Regions from separate parts of the Zea mays genome. Here region 2 is linked to region 1. A link is a contact called in public Hi-C data. All regions are on one chromosome and are shown on one strand. The core of a region is the stretch at or near the end of the contact, and the rest is flanking DNA. Distances in the headings are between cores, read along the strand shown.

What was found. A called contact is a pair of places that touch in the nucleus more often than the background predicts.
Region 2: a contact with region 1 is called in a Hi-C map of ear, with 1.9 times the contacts expected there. The contact joins the promoter of LOC100194309 here to the promoter of LOC103649584 in region 1. A contact is called at or near these places in 2 of 25 Hi-C or Micro-C datasets (ear and leaf).

What each region holds. Positions count from the first base shown.
Region 1 is chr3:3,566,557-3,572,700 of Zm-B73-REFERENCE-NAM-5.0, forward strand. LOC103649584 (RING-H2 finger protein ATL39-like) reads left to right here and starts at 2,468. Exons shown (of 1, transcript XM_008675319.3): 1 at 2,468-3,664. The coding sequence starts at 2,767. The coding sequence ends at 3,495. It overlaps LOC103649583 (a long non-coding RNA gene), which reads left to right. Exons shown (of 8, transcript XR_002268526.1): 4 at 1-132; 5 at 510-578; 6 at 642-718; 7 at 796-1,667; 8 at 1,994-2,193. LOC103651716 (14-3-3-like protein GF14-A) reads left to right here and starts at 3,771. Exons shown (of 5, transcript XM_008677418.1): 1 at 3,771-3,805; 2 at 4,119-4,396; 3 at 4,831-4,946; 4 at 5,744-5,860; 5 at 5,925-6,006. The coding sequence starts at 3,771. The coding sequence ends at 5,999.
Region 2 is chr3:3,893,684-3,900,615 of Zm-B73-REFERENCE-NAM-5.0, forward strand. It overlaps LOC100194309, which reads left to right and starts at 3,903. Exons shown (of 4, transcript NM_001317240.1): 1 at 3,903-4,638; 2 at 4,731-4,821; 3 at 4,937-5,063; 4 at 5,218-5,732. The coding sequence starts at 4,151. The coding sequence ends at 5,378.

The sequences.
Region 1 (6,144 bases), core at 1,218-3,717:
CAACTCATTTCTTCCAGTGATTCCCATCAATTAAATAGATGCAAGATGTGTGCACTATCAAAAGTGGATCACACTTGGACTCGAAAGATGCATATGTTACTGTCATGCATGTGAAGTTTGCAACAAAGAAAGGTGGGCGAATACAAATTTTTTTTGCCAAATTGTTTACAAAATATTTTTTTGTGCCTTTCATTTTTGTATTCATCGAAAACTGAAGTACAGCATAATTTGTTTTTGTATTATACAATTGCAGGAATAATTAAGATTATTTTATATGTAATTAAAGTTTATAAATAATTTGTATAATTTCGAATATTAACACATCAATGCCTATGCAATTTGTTTTGGAAAATAATCAATAGAAAATAAAATGAGTGGTAGTTGAAAGGAAATGTATATTTTATTTGGATGGTGGTTAAGACCAGGAACTTCACGAGTAGCATCCAGCATAACAAACAATACTATATTTCTGCAGTATAATTTAGTTGACTTGCTTTATTTGTTGTTAGGTGAACACCCATTGTGCAAAATCGATAGCTACATGAAATGTAGTGAACTAAAGTGGGTTCAGCTTGAAGGTACATGGTCTTTCATTTCCCAAATAACTATGATAGTGAAATAACGCTACAATCATCTGACAGGCGATCAACAGAAACTTCTCTTGTTATTCGACATAAAACGAAGGCAAGCATATTAACGCATTTAATGCCACACTCAGGTCGGTCTTTTAAAAAACATCAGTTTTTTAATATGATATCAGGGCCAACTTACAATGTTTGTTATACTTTTTTGCAGATTGATGTCATGTCCAAGTTCTTCAAGCTGATGATGGTAGGTGTTCTGCTTCACTTCTTTCTCATTGTTGAAGTTGTCCCAGGTTGTATTCACTCTTAGAACCCCTCTATTATTTATTTTTGAACAAAGCTTCCTTTTTTGTTACGTCCTAAAATGATATCAAGCAAGACCATTATTTCTGTGGGTTGAGTAAATCTAGATTTTTTACTTGGCATGATGAGACAATCTGGAGAATGTATACCAATTATGTTGTATGCCTTTTATATTTATCTACATTACCGAGTGTAGCATATTATTTGTTTCTATCTTAGTCAATTATTACTCATGCTATGGTATATTTTTCTTTTGCTTCTTGAAAATAATTTAACCTATGTTATTGAGTCATGTTATAACATATTATTCTTTTGCTTCTTGGAAATAATGTAACCATAGATTGTGCTTCAAAATTATTGTCGTCTTGACCATCACCATATGCACAACAGGAACAAGGTCTGCTACTCAGCTTGCATCAATGCTACAACACTAGCTCTTGTATATGCTAGGATTCCAATGCGAGACACTGTCACATCTTGTAGTGTTGTCTATTTGTGTTCTACTCCTTTGCTCCACAGGAACCTACCTAATTTTCATAACTTTAGCAGTAGTCTTATGGTAATAAAAGTCAAACAATAATAATGTATTGTGCTAGATCTGAATTACCTCGAAGACAGTGTTGGGGGTTCCGATGTCACTGTTGACATCATATCCAAATTTGTATCATTTTGTATGGTGTGATATATCTAGAAGCTCTAAGAATTTTTGTCTTGTGCAGGTCCTGCAATTAATGAATGATTTGAACCAAAGTGTTCGAAATGTTGTTCTCTTGTATTGAGGTTAGTTAATTCCATATTTGATACTATATAGGCCTACTTTAGCTGACATTTTGCTTTTTCCACACCCATGATGACGGGTATGATCTCTATTTCTATTGATCTTGTTCAATTTCTCAATAGTTACATCCTACATTTACAACCTAGAGAGATTGAAAATTTTTTATAGCAACATCTTAATTATTAAAACTCTCTGTTGTTTGCTCCACCACGAGCTTCCAGTGCACTTTCTCTCTCTATCTCGTGTGATCAGGTTGTTAAGATATGCATCTACTCATATTTTAATTTTTAGCAGATATGTATCTAAATTTTCTTGTGTTTTAATACAGGCTTACTGTGTGCTTGAGGTTCTTCGACCTCTCTATGAATCCCCTAAGATACCGGCACAAAAGATAACTGTTGCGATATGTGTCATTGATCAATTTCGTTGTTACTAGGAGTTTAAGGTAAAAGACATATGGCATATGATGACTTGTGGACATGTTATTAATGGAATGTACTGTTATATATATTGAGTATCTGTTTGAATTGTAAGGCCTTGTGATATTTCCTAAAGATTTGTATAAGTTTGTAATTTGTTGTGATAGTCTTAGTATTTAAATTATGCAATTGATATGACATTATTAAAATCATATATAGAAGTCTGTATAGTACTAATGGTTGAAATGTAGTGGTGAAATAGCTACATAAAAATAATAAAATTTATGTATAACTAGGATCACAAATGGATTACGAAATCTTTTTCTTATAACATACATTTGTATATAAATTATCATGCTATTATATGTTTCCGTTGCAACGCACGGGCACTCACCTAGTTTATATTATTAACAAAAATGCGTTTATATTATGCAACTGCACAAGCACAGAAATTGGCATTCGGAATTCTCGGCACCATCCTACTACTACTTCCATCCCACAAGTCGTCGGCCAAGCCACGCGGCCACGGACACAAAATATCTCTTTTTTTTTTCTAACACACGCCGGCGCCGTTGACTGCGTCACTGCTTACAAACGCCAACGTGTGCAAGGCAAGGCTGCAAGCACACTATCGCAGACAAGAATCACTCGCGTTCGGCCAACTTCTTGGCCCCGTGCGGCCATGTCCATCCCATCCATGTCGAGCTCGAGCCCCTCCGTGGGGAGCCCTTTGCCGCCGGCGCGCGACGGCGGGCCGGGCCCGTTCGTGTGGCGGCAGAAGGAGCAGCCGCAGCCGCAGCCGCAGCCGCAGCATCCGGACTACAGCTTCACCGGCCGCGTCCTGCTCACGGCCGTCGTCATACTCGCCATACTCACCGTCGTCTTCGTCCTCATCCGCCTGCTCCTGTACCAGTTCGTGGCGCGCGGACGGGGCCGCCTGGCCGTGGGCGTCCGCCGCTCCTTCGGCTCCTTCGCCAGGAGGAGCGCCCGCCACGGGCTCGCCGCGTCCGCGCTCGCCGCGCTGCCGGTCGCCACGTACCGCGTCCGCGGGGCGGACGACGACGGGCCTAGCTCCGCCTCCGACGGCGCCGGGACCGGGACGGCGGACTGCGCGGTGTGTCTGTCGGAGCTCGCGGACGGCGAGAAGGTGCGCGCGCTCCCGGGCTGCAGCCACGTCTTCCACGTCGATTGCATCGACGCGTGGCTGCGGTCCCGGACCACGTGCCCGGTGTGCCGGGCCGAGGTGCGGCCCAAGGCGACGGCGGACACGCGCCCCTCGCCGCCTCCGGCGTTGATCGATGCCGCTGGGGGCACGTTGGTCGTGACCGTGGTAGGCGGCGCCGCGGAGACCGGGGACGCACACCGCACGTCCGTGCTGGGCTCCGGTCAACCGGCCGGTGCCGTTGGGTAGGTAGGCAAAAACGACGTTGCGACTCCTTAGCACATAGTGTATTATACTATACATCATAATACATGTAATTAGAAACATTGTGTACTACTTTATCTTCTGTAATTCTGTGAAGATGACACCTTAGCATCTCCAACAAAAATAATTATCCTTCGCCTCAGAAAAAAGTATACACAGAGGTTGTCTTGGGATCGCCAACATTATCTAAAACGTCGCTACATGACAAAGAATAAGATATAAAAAGAAAAATAGATAGTAGATATATTTTTATTAATTGGATGCTAGATACATCAATTGGTCGTGATCCTCTCGTGTAAAAAGAGGAGTGGTCTTATCTCAATAGAAAACAATTATAAAACACATTTGACAAGTTTTCAATGCCAAAAACCAATTTTAAAATAAATCGGTTTGAAAACAACAAAAGTCGGTCTATACATAATTTCCTTATCTTTAAAGCGGAACGGAAACGGCGTCTATAACATTGTCCACGTCGGCTCAAATTTTTCTAGACGTCGGATTTCTAATCAACGGCTACATACGCATCGAGAACCTCCTTGTTCTGTACGCTCCTCGATCCTTCTGGTCGGTACTACGTCTCGTCGCCTCCTTTCGCCCCAGCGCTGCAGGTCATCTTGGTCCTCGCTACCCGCCGCCGCCAGGGGGTACCGCGCGCGCGTCGAGGCCGAGCTCTCCGGGATCTGCACGGGGATCCTGCGCCTCCTCGACGGGCGCCTCGTGCCAGCGGCGGCGGCCGTGGACGCCAGGGTCTTCTACCTCAAGATGGAGGACTACCACTGCTACCTCGCCGAGTTCAAGACCGGCGCCGAGCGCAAGGACGCCTACTCGCCTCGTCTTCTCCAATCTCCACACACACTCTCACTGCGCAAAGCGAGCAGGCGGGCGGGCAACCAACCAACCAACCCCACTCGCCTCCCTCTCCCTCGCCGTTGCCGCCGAGCACCGCGCCGCGGGTTCCCCGTCGCCATGGAGAGCGCCCACAAGATCGGAGGCGGGAGCGTGCCCGGTAAGTCCCCCGCCGTCGGCACTGTGAAAAGATGCGTTTCTTTTTTTCTCTGTCGTCCCCCCGTGCCTGCTTGTGGACGTGACATGTGACGGCGCGGTGGTTTCTCGCGCAGGAGCGGGAGCCGGAGGGGAGGGCGTCCTGTGCCACGCGTGCGGGTACCAGTACCCGAACGGGCACCCGAGCGCCAAGCAGCGGCGCGCGCACCGGAAGCACTGCGGCAAGCCGGCGTCCGCCGCGGCGGCGGCGGAGGGCTCCGGGGAGCGCGAAGCCAGCGAGCTGCTTCTAGGTACCGTGGGTTCCGTGCCTCCGTCAAGGAGCTACCGCGGTGCCGCCCACACATCCCATCAGGCTCGCCCTCGCCCTCAACTTCTCTGTCTTCTACTACGAGATCCTCAGCTCGCCGGACCGTGCCTGCTCGCTGGCCAAACAGGTTCCCCTTCTCCCCTTCTCCTGGTGATTTGAGGGATGACATGCTGTTTTATGATTGGGTTAATTGTGTCTGTGCCATTATAATTTTCTATGTTTTGATATATGCCACTAAACTTTTTAAGGTTGCAAAAGTGCCATTAAACTTTTAATTAAGTCTGAAATAGACCATTGTCTACGGTTTAGTCTCAAACAGACCTACCCACCAGTATATTTTCGTATTTCTCTTTCTACCCTTGCCCTTGCTTTTACGAACACGACACCGGTTTTGCTATTTTTATTCAGAAACAGAAGATTTTTGCTATGGTCACTATTGGTTATTCTATTGTGGACAGTTCATGATTTGTACATGTGTGTTGCAATTTTGGTTCCTAGTTCTGCTCAGATGGTAGCATGTTACTCTGTTGGACTGTTTCTTCACAAGATTTCACTAGGCGTTGCTCACCAGCAGGGCTCTGACGATTTGGGTAACAGCAAAACAACAATCATGTTGAAGAAGACGTGATGCATTCGTAACAGTAATCGTGTTCGTAACTGGTGAGACCCAAAGAGAAGTGATGCCTTCGTAACAGCAAAATAACAATTGTGTTCGGCAATGATACAAAGGGAAATACGAAAAATACATGTATAGTGGTGGGTCTGTTTGGAACTAAACCGTAGACAATGGTTTATTTTAGATTTGATTAAAAGTTTAATGGCATATTTGCAAGCTTAAAAAGTTTAGTGGCACATATCAAAACATAGAAAATTATAATGGCACATACCCAATTAACCTTTATGATTTGAGGGCTTTGGTTCCAGGCATTCGACGAAGCTATTTCAGAGCTGGATAGTCTTGGGGAAGAGTCGTACAAGGATAGCACCCTCATCATGCAGCTTCTTCGTGACAACCTCACCTTGTGGACTTCTGACATGCAGGTAAACACTTGGAATTATGCTGTCATGTCAGTACGTAAGTGATGCTAATCATGCTATGTATCAGGAGGATGGTGGCGATGAAATGCGGGACCAGTACAGGATCATTTACATGTATAGGAACATTCAATTTGTACGATAAACACAGTTAGACTCATATACTCTGCCTTTAAAGTAGATATGAAGTGACTCATACAGGCAAAGATTTTATTATCCAAAATCTAGATTCTAGAGATCTGGATTCTAGAATTCCGCAGGAATCACCCTCCGCGGCGAGTGCCAGCGTG
Region 2 (6,932 bases), core at 2,653-5,152, 330 kb after region 1:
TGTCTGTGCTTGCCCCCCAGCGCTGGAGTTTGTGATGGTTACCTTCCGTGTCTCCCCTCCATCAGGAGTCTTCTCGGCCATCACTTTCCTGCAAGAAATTTTGTTGTTTCCATCGGCCTCCCGTGCGTTGCCGATGATGACTTCTTTGTCTTTGCCCTTATCGGCTGTGTTGGGCCGAATTAGGACCTTTTTGCCATTAAAGTCGATCACATTCATTGGGAAGGGCTCCGTGTCCTCCTGAAATTTCAATCGTCCCTCATTAATGGCCGATTGAATTTGTCGTCGGAACACATTACAATCATTAGTGGCATGTGAAAATGAGTTGTGCCACTTGCAGTATGCGCGACGCTTTAGTTCGTCGGCAGGTGGAACGATATAATCAATTTTAATGTTGCCATTTTTTAGTAATTCATCGAATATCTTATCACATTTGCCGACATTAAATGTAAACTTAACCTCCTCTTGTCGTTCCTTTTGAACTGACTGCAAGGAGTAGCAAGCCGAAGATTTGGCCTGCTCGGGCCAAACTATTTCGGCAGTGTAAACTTTCTTTGGTTCATCGTCCGAACTACTTTGATTGTGTTCTACTATAGGGACATTATGATGAACCGTTCTGACTAGTTCTTTGCTTCGGCTTTCACAAGCCGAAGCTCTCTGATGTAATTGTGCTAGAGTAAAGAACTGGATGCCTTCTAATCTCTCTTTTAAATAATAGCGCAATCCATCAAAGGCTATTCCCGCCAGTTGTTTATCTGTTAGATGAATTTGAAAGCATCGGTTTCTCGTATCCTGGAATCTCCGGATATAATCACTAACCGATTCATCCTTTTCTTGTCGTAGGGTCACTAAGTCTACTAAATCTAGCTCATAATCACCAGAGAAGAAGTGTTCATGAAATTTTTGCTCTAAGTCTCCCCATGACAAAATGGAGTTAGGAGGGAGCGTGGCATACCATGTGAATGCAGTCCCTGTTAAGGATAATGAAAATAAACGCACACGGAATGCTTCGGTGTCAGCCAATTCTCCTAATTGTGCTAGGAACTGGCCTATGTGCTCACGCGTGCTCTTTCCTTGGTCACCCGAAAACTTTGCAAACTCGGGTATCCTAGTTCCCTGTGGGTATGGGTGGTGATCAAATCGGCTGTCATAAGGCTTCCGATACGATTGCCCCCCAGGGATCATGCTTACTCCGAGCTTATCTCGGAACGCCCCGGCTATTTCTTCCCTCACTATACCAATGGCAGCCGGTGCAAGACCACCGGCTCTCTGGTCAAACATAGGTGGGGTTGGTTGCATGTTAGTATGTTGTCGTTCCCCCATTGGTTTGAGCTACATGGTGCATTTCCATTTGCGCTATATGGCTCATATGTTTGATCGTTTCTTTCCGGCCTTCTAGGTGGGGCCGGGAAGCTTTCCTGGGCTCTGGATCCTGAATTAATGAGCTGGTGCATTGCATAATGTGATGGGAAGTGTTGTTGGGACGGGCGAGGATTCAGGTAATAATCCCCCTCAAAAGACTCATGCGCGGACTGTCCGGATACGTACCCGGACCGTCCGTGATTATATGCGGACCGTCCGTCGTTGTATGCGGACCGTCCGACTGGATAGTTTAAATTCGGTGCCCTATGTGGTGGCTCGGGTGTGTGTCTAGGTAACTCATTAAAAATGGGCCCGACTGTGGCTGACCCGGACGGTCCGCGCTCGCGAGCGGACGGTCCGGACATGTGTAGGTCGGCTGGTTTACTGCCGATTTGCGTTTGCTCAGGGTACATGTCCATCGACATCCCATAAGGGGGTTGTGACTGGTCGTGACAACCTTTAACCGATGTATTACGTGTATTATCTCCTAATTCAACCTCGTGTGAAGGAAAATTTGCTATACTAGATTTATCAAATGCACGTACTAGTCTCTTAAGATCGCTTTGCATACCCCCTATGATGTTCTGCATTTGTTCACGCTGATCTTCTACATAATTTCTAAGAGATTGCAGATCGTTGGTATTACTTACATTGGGGATATCTGGCGTGGGTTGGAGCGAAGCCGGATCCGTCGCCCGATGTCGGACGACCTTGTTGTTCCTATCCACTTTGAAGTTGGCCAAGAACTTTGCTTTCGCCTCCTGGATCATCCGCTCCTTGTTCTCCTCAAACTGGAGCTGCTCGTCAGCCGGCAAGGTTTCCCAAGTCGGCTCTATGATGTTGTTTAGAGAAATATCAGAGCTATCCTTTGAACCGGCCATTGAGGGCCGATTTGATGAGCTTAGATGTGTTTTCCCCAGCGGAGTCGCCAAAAAGTATGTTGACGCCTTTTGGAGGCGTCAATTACTCAAGAAGAACCGTGGCGGTGCCCTCTGCACAGGGGCGAACGGTCCGCGCGCAGGGCCGGACGGTCCGCGGCCTGGTGCGAGGCGCGGTGGTGCTCTCTGGTCAGGGGCGGACTGTCCGCGGCCTGGGGCCGGACGGTCCGCGACCTGGTGCGCGGCTAGGGCTTCTCTGCCTGACGATCGGACGGTCCGCGCCCTGGGGCCGGACGGTCCGCGCGTACGCAGGGGCGGCGGAAGTCGCCGGCGGCGGCCTGGATCTCGCTCCCGGGAGGGACCCCGTCGGGGAGGAGAGATCCTAGGGGTTGTCTAGGCTCGGGCCGGCCGACCTAGACTCCTCCAATCGGCGTAGAGTCGAAGAGAGGCGAAGAATTTGGGATTGAGAGGCTAAACCTAAACTAGACTAGAACTACTCCTAGGATAAAATGCGAATAAAAGTTGTATTGATTCGATTGATGATGATTACAAATCGGCCGTATACCTCTCTATTTATAGAGGAGGGGGGCTGGACCCTTTACAAACTAATTTCCGAGCTTATCCCATGATTTTAGCTAACAACCGTAGCACAAAACTCGGAACCCTAATCTGTTCTGCGCACGCGCGGACCGTCCGGCCCACAGGCGCGGACCGTCCGGACCGCGGACCGTCCGGCCTCAGGGCCGGACCGTCCGCGCTCAATTTTGGTTCGAACACCTATATAATATTTTTGAAATCGGTGCTCCAAGGTACAATTATGATTTCGACCACCTAAAAATAATATACTTAGGGAATTTAAATCTACTAGAGCTAATAGTTAGCTACTAAAATTAGTGAAAGATATCCAAACAGTTCGTCAGTCCGGCCTCCTAGTTCTCGTCGCGCTCCTCCTTCTGTTCGTCTAGGGCTCATCTTTCTGGGTACGTATCCAAGTAAACTCCACCAGTCCAACCCCATTACATGAGGGTCAATCCCCTACCTTTTTATAGGCTCGAAGAGAGGTCAGTCAACAGTGGCTTCCTTAGGAAGGAGGCGTAAGGCAAGCCTAAAACCAAACGTTCTTCCCAGGGTAAAGCCATTACTTGGAGGTACAGGATTTGTCATTTTTCCCATTTGATAAAATAAACACCGTTTATTATGTAATATGTAGTGCTGATTTCTTATAATTGATATTTTATAATGTCACTAGCTAAATATAGGATGTTCATGTTATAGCTACCTCTAGCTCCAAAAGTTCTTTACACCATTATCTAGCCTAGTTCTGAAAGTTGTTTGAACTGTGATAGGCTCTCCCTCGTTACCAGTGGTATTCCGCTTTTTCTATTGTGAGATGCTTTCAGTGAGAGAAAAAAAAGACCAGCAAAGGCACGCGTAGGCTCCGCATGTCAGTGGGACAAAGTGCACCGACCAAAGGTGTAGGCGTGTCCCATGTCCAAGCCGAGCGAGTCCTCCCCTCCCTTCCCACCACCCTCCCCGTCCCCTCCCGCGCTCCTTCACCAGCTGGTGCTAGCTGTCTCTCTCCTCTTGTCATGTGACCTCCGTCTCACTCTCCTATTTCTCTCTCAGGCTCTCGATCCTCTCTCTCTCTCTTTCCACCCCCGTCCCTGCCATTCCCGTCGCGACATTGCCCAATTTAGCGCAGAAACGAGACGAGCAACAAAAACGCGAGGAGCCACGCGCGCAATCCCCGGCCTGCACCGCACGCGCGCCCTCGCTACATTGTCGCCCAGGGTCTCGGGCACTAAGGGGCTGGGCCGGGGGGGGAAGGTTTCCGGCGTTGCGCCACCGTTCCCGCGTGTTGCGTTGATTCCTCGGGTCGAACCAACGCGCGGCGCGGGGTCCCGGTCGCGGCCATGGCGCAGCTGCCGCCCAAGATCCCCACCGTGGCGCCGGCGTGGCCGGAGTTCGGGGGCGGGCACCAGCAGCAGCGCAGCCCCTCCGTGGGCACGTTCCTCGCCGCCGCGCCCATGCAGCCGTCGTGGGTGGACGAGTTCCTCGACTTCTCCGCCGCCAAGCGCGGCGCGCACCGCCGCTCCGTCAGCGACTCCGTGGCCTTCCTCGAGCCCGAGCCCGGCCCCGGCGACGGCAATGCCGGGGCGCATGACTTCGACCGCCTCGACGACGATCAGCTCCTGTCCATGTTCTCCGACGACCTCCAACCGCCGCCGCCGCAGCCGCAGACGCAGGCCGCGCCCGCGCCGGTGGCGAGCTCGTCGTCGCCGTCCGACCACAACAGCATCAACGACGAGAAGACGGATAGGGGCGACGCCGAGGAGGCACAGAGCAAGTGCCACGGCGCCGCCGCCACCGCCACCGCGGTGGATCCTAAGCGCGTCAAGAGGTGACGATCTTCCGTCGCTCAAATTCCGGCAATGCGCGCCCTTCGCGACGCAGAATTCTCATCCCGGCAACAACCCCTTCCGTCGCTCGCAGGATCCTGGCGAACCGGCAGTCCGCGCAGCGGTCGCGCGTGCGCAAGCTGCAGTACATCTCGGAGCTGGAGCGCAGCGTCACGTCGCTCCAGGTGCGTGCATGCGATGCGGCCAAACGAGCTGAATTTCGCCTGAGCGAATAGCTAGTGTCCGCGGATGGATGGATCTGGCCTGAATTCCGTTGCCCGAACGAACAAATGTGTGCAGACGGAGGTGTCGGCGCTGTCCCCGCGCGTGGCGTTCCTCGACCACCAGCGCTCGCTGCTGACGCTGGGGAACAGCCACCTGAGGCAGCGGATCGCGGCGCTCGCGCAGGACAAGATCTTCAAAGATGGTGACCGCCATTGCCGCCCCCTGCTCCTCCCGACTACGACCCTCGCCGGTCGCCGTCGTCGCAATTCAATTCGCGCCGCATGCATATATGCAATTATGCATGCAGCGCAAGACGCCACCACCGCCGCTGGCTGACATTGTGTGTGTGTGTGCAGCTCATCAGGAGGCACTGAGGAAGGAGATCGAGAGGCTGAGGCAAATCTACCACCAGCAGAGCCTGAAGAGCGGCAGGGAGCCCGACGCGGCCCCGTCGGTCCGCGACGACAAGGACATGATCGGCAGCGAGGGGACCGCCGCGCCCGGCCCGCCCTCGTGATGAGGAGGAGGTGGTGGGGCGACACGTCCAGACATCCGAGTCGGTCGCTGTAGTCGGGGATGGCCCTGTCGCCCGCCCTGCAGCCCATCACAGCGAGGTTGCCGCTGCCGCTGCTAGGATTGGTGTGTGTGTGCCGTGTGCGTGTCCGTGTGTGCATTCTTTGGGGGTGTGTAACGTGATGTGATGTAAAGAGAAGAGGAACTGCATCGGTTTGGTTTGGTTTGTTTATCCTTGCATGCATATGCATCTGCATCCTCTCCTGCTGCCTTCCACCACCTCCCCTGATTTGTAATTTTTGTTCGAGCATTTTGGGCCAAGGCTGTAGGTAAAAAAGGACCAAAAGCAATTCAGAGTGAAATATGCACTCGTGTTACTTTACTACCGTGCGTGTATGGTCGAACAGCAGGCTACCATGCTTTACAACCCAAGGGCATGCAAGGTGGTAACGCCATCACATGCCATGCGACTTCCGAGCAGGCGTGAACGAACCAGCCGGCGACATTGCATTCCCTGCTGTCTCGTGACATGCATGATCCTTAAAACAGTGGCCGGGCGCAAGAACACAAGGTACCTTACCTTCCTTACGCTGCAAGGGATAGGCATGTTCCTCTGCGCCTGCAGTGGCAGCACGCGCATGTGCGTGCCAAACCCGTACCGCCGGCCGCTACAAGATATCCCCCCTTGCTCTTGACACAAGAAGGTTACAGGTTCGTTCGCGTGTTAATGTAATGTCCAAGAGACCAAGACACGAACACCAGAGCGAAACTAGAAGAAGATGTCCTCCCAATGGGCTCTGTCTGGGCCGGAGTTGCGGAGGCAAAGCCTGCCGGAACTAGGCCTGCAAGCAATGGCCCAACGGCTTGTGACTGCGGTAGGGCCCAGTGATCAGATGATGCTATCAGGTGGAACCACTGGGCTGGGCTTGCCTACAAAGACAGTGGCAATTGGCAAAACCTTGGTGCAGTTTGTTGTTCGATGCTGTAGTTGTAGGAAGATGTGTTATGGCATGACAATCGACAATTGTGACAAACAGAAGGGGCGGGACATCTCTATTATATACTGTATGTAAAAAAATAAGGTAAAATTATATATAAATGGGTTTTTAATTTTTGGTTGTTGGCTCTATATTCACGTCCAACTAATCAAGCAAAACACATAATTTTATGTTTTTATTAAAACAAAGTTTATTCATATGATATATAGAAGTCGTAGCAATGCACGGTCCTTCGACTAGTCTTGTCATGATAAGAGGGGTCTTCATCTTGTGTCAGTACTCGGGGCGTTCAATGGGAGCTTTATTCTATATCAAATGAGAAGCATCTCGCTTTTAAACATGTCTTTACGGGTTGTCACGGGAAGCGGAATGCCTGTTGAGTTTGTGATCTAAGTTCTGAAGGGGTGGAGCCCCTCGTGGTACGGATCGTTTCCCTACTTGTTTTAGGGTTTCACCTCTATAAATATCTTTGTAAGCCATAGGAGATAATTATCTCAATTGTAAATCTCCTGCGATCTGCAACCACCCGAAAATAGTGAGAAGTTACTGGCCGGTGCCCG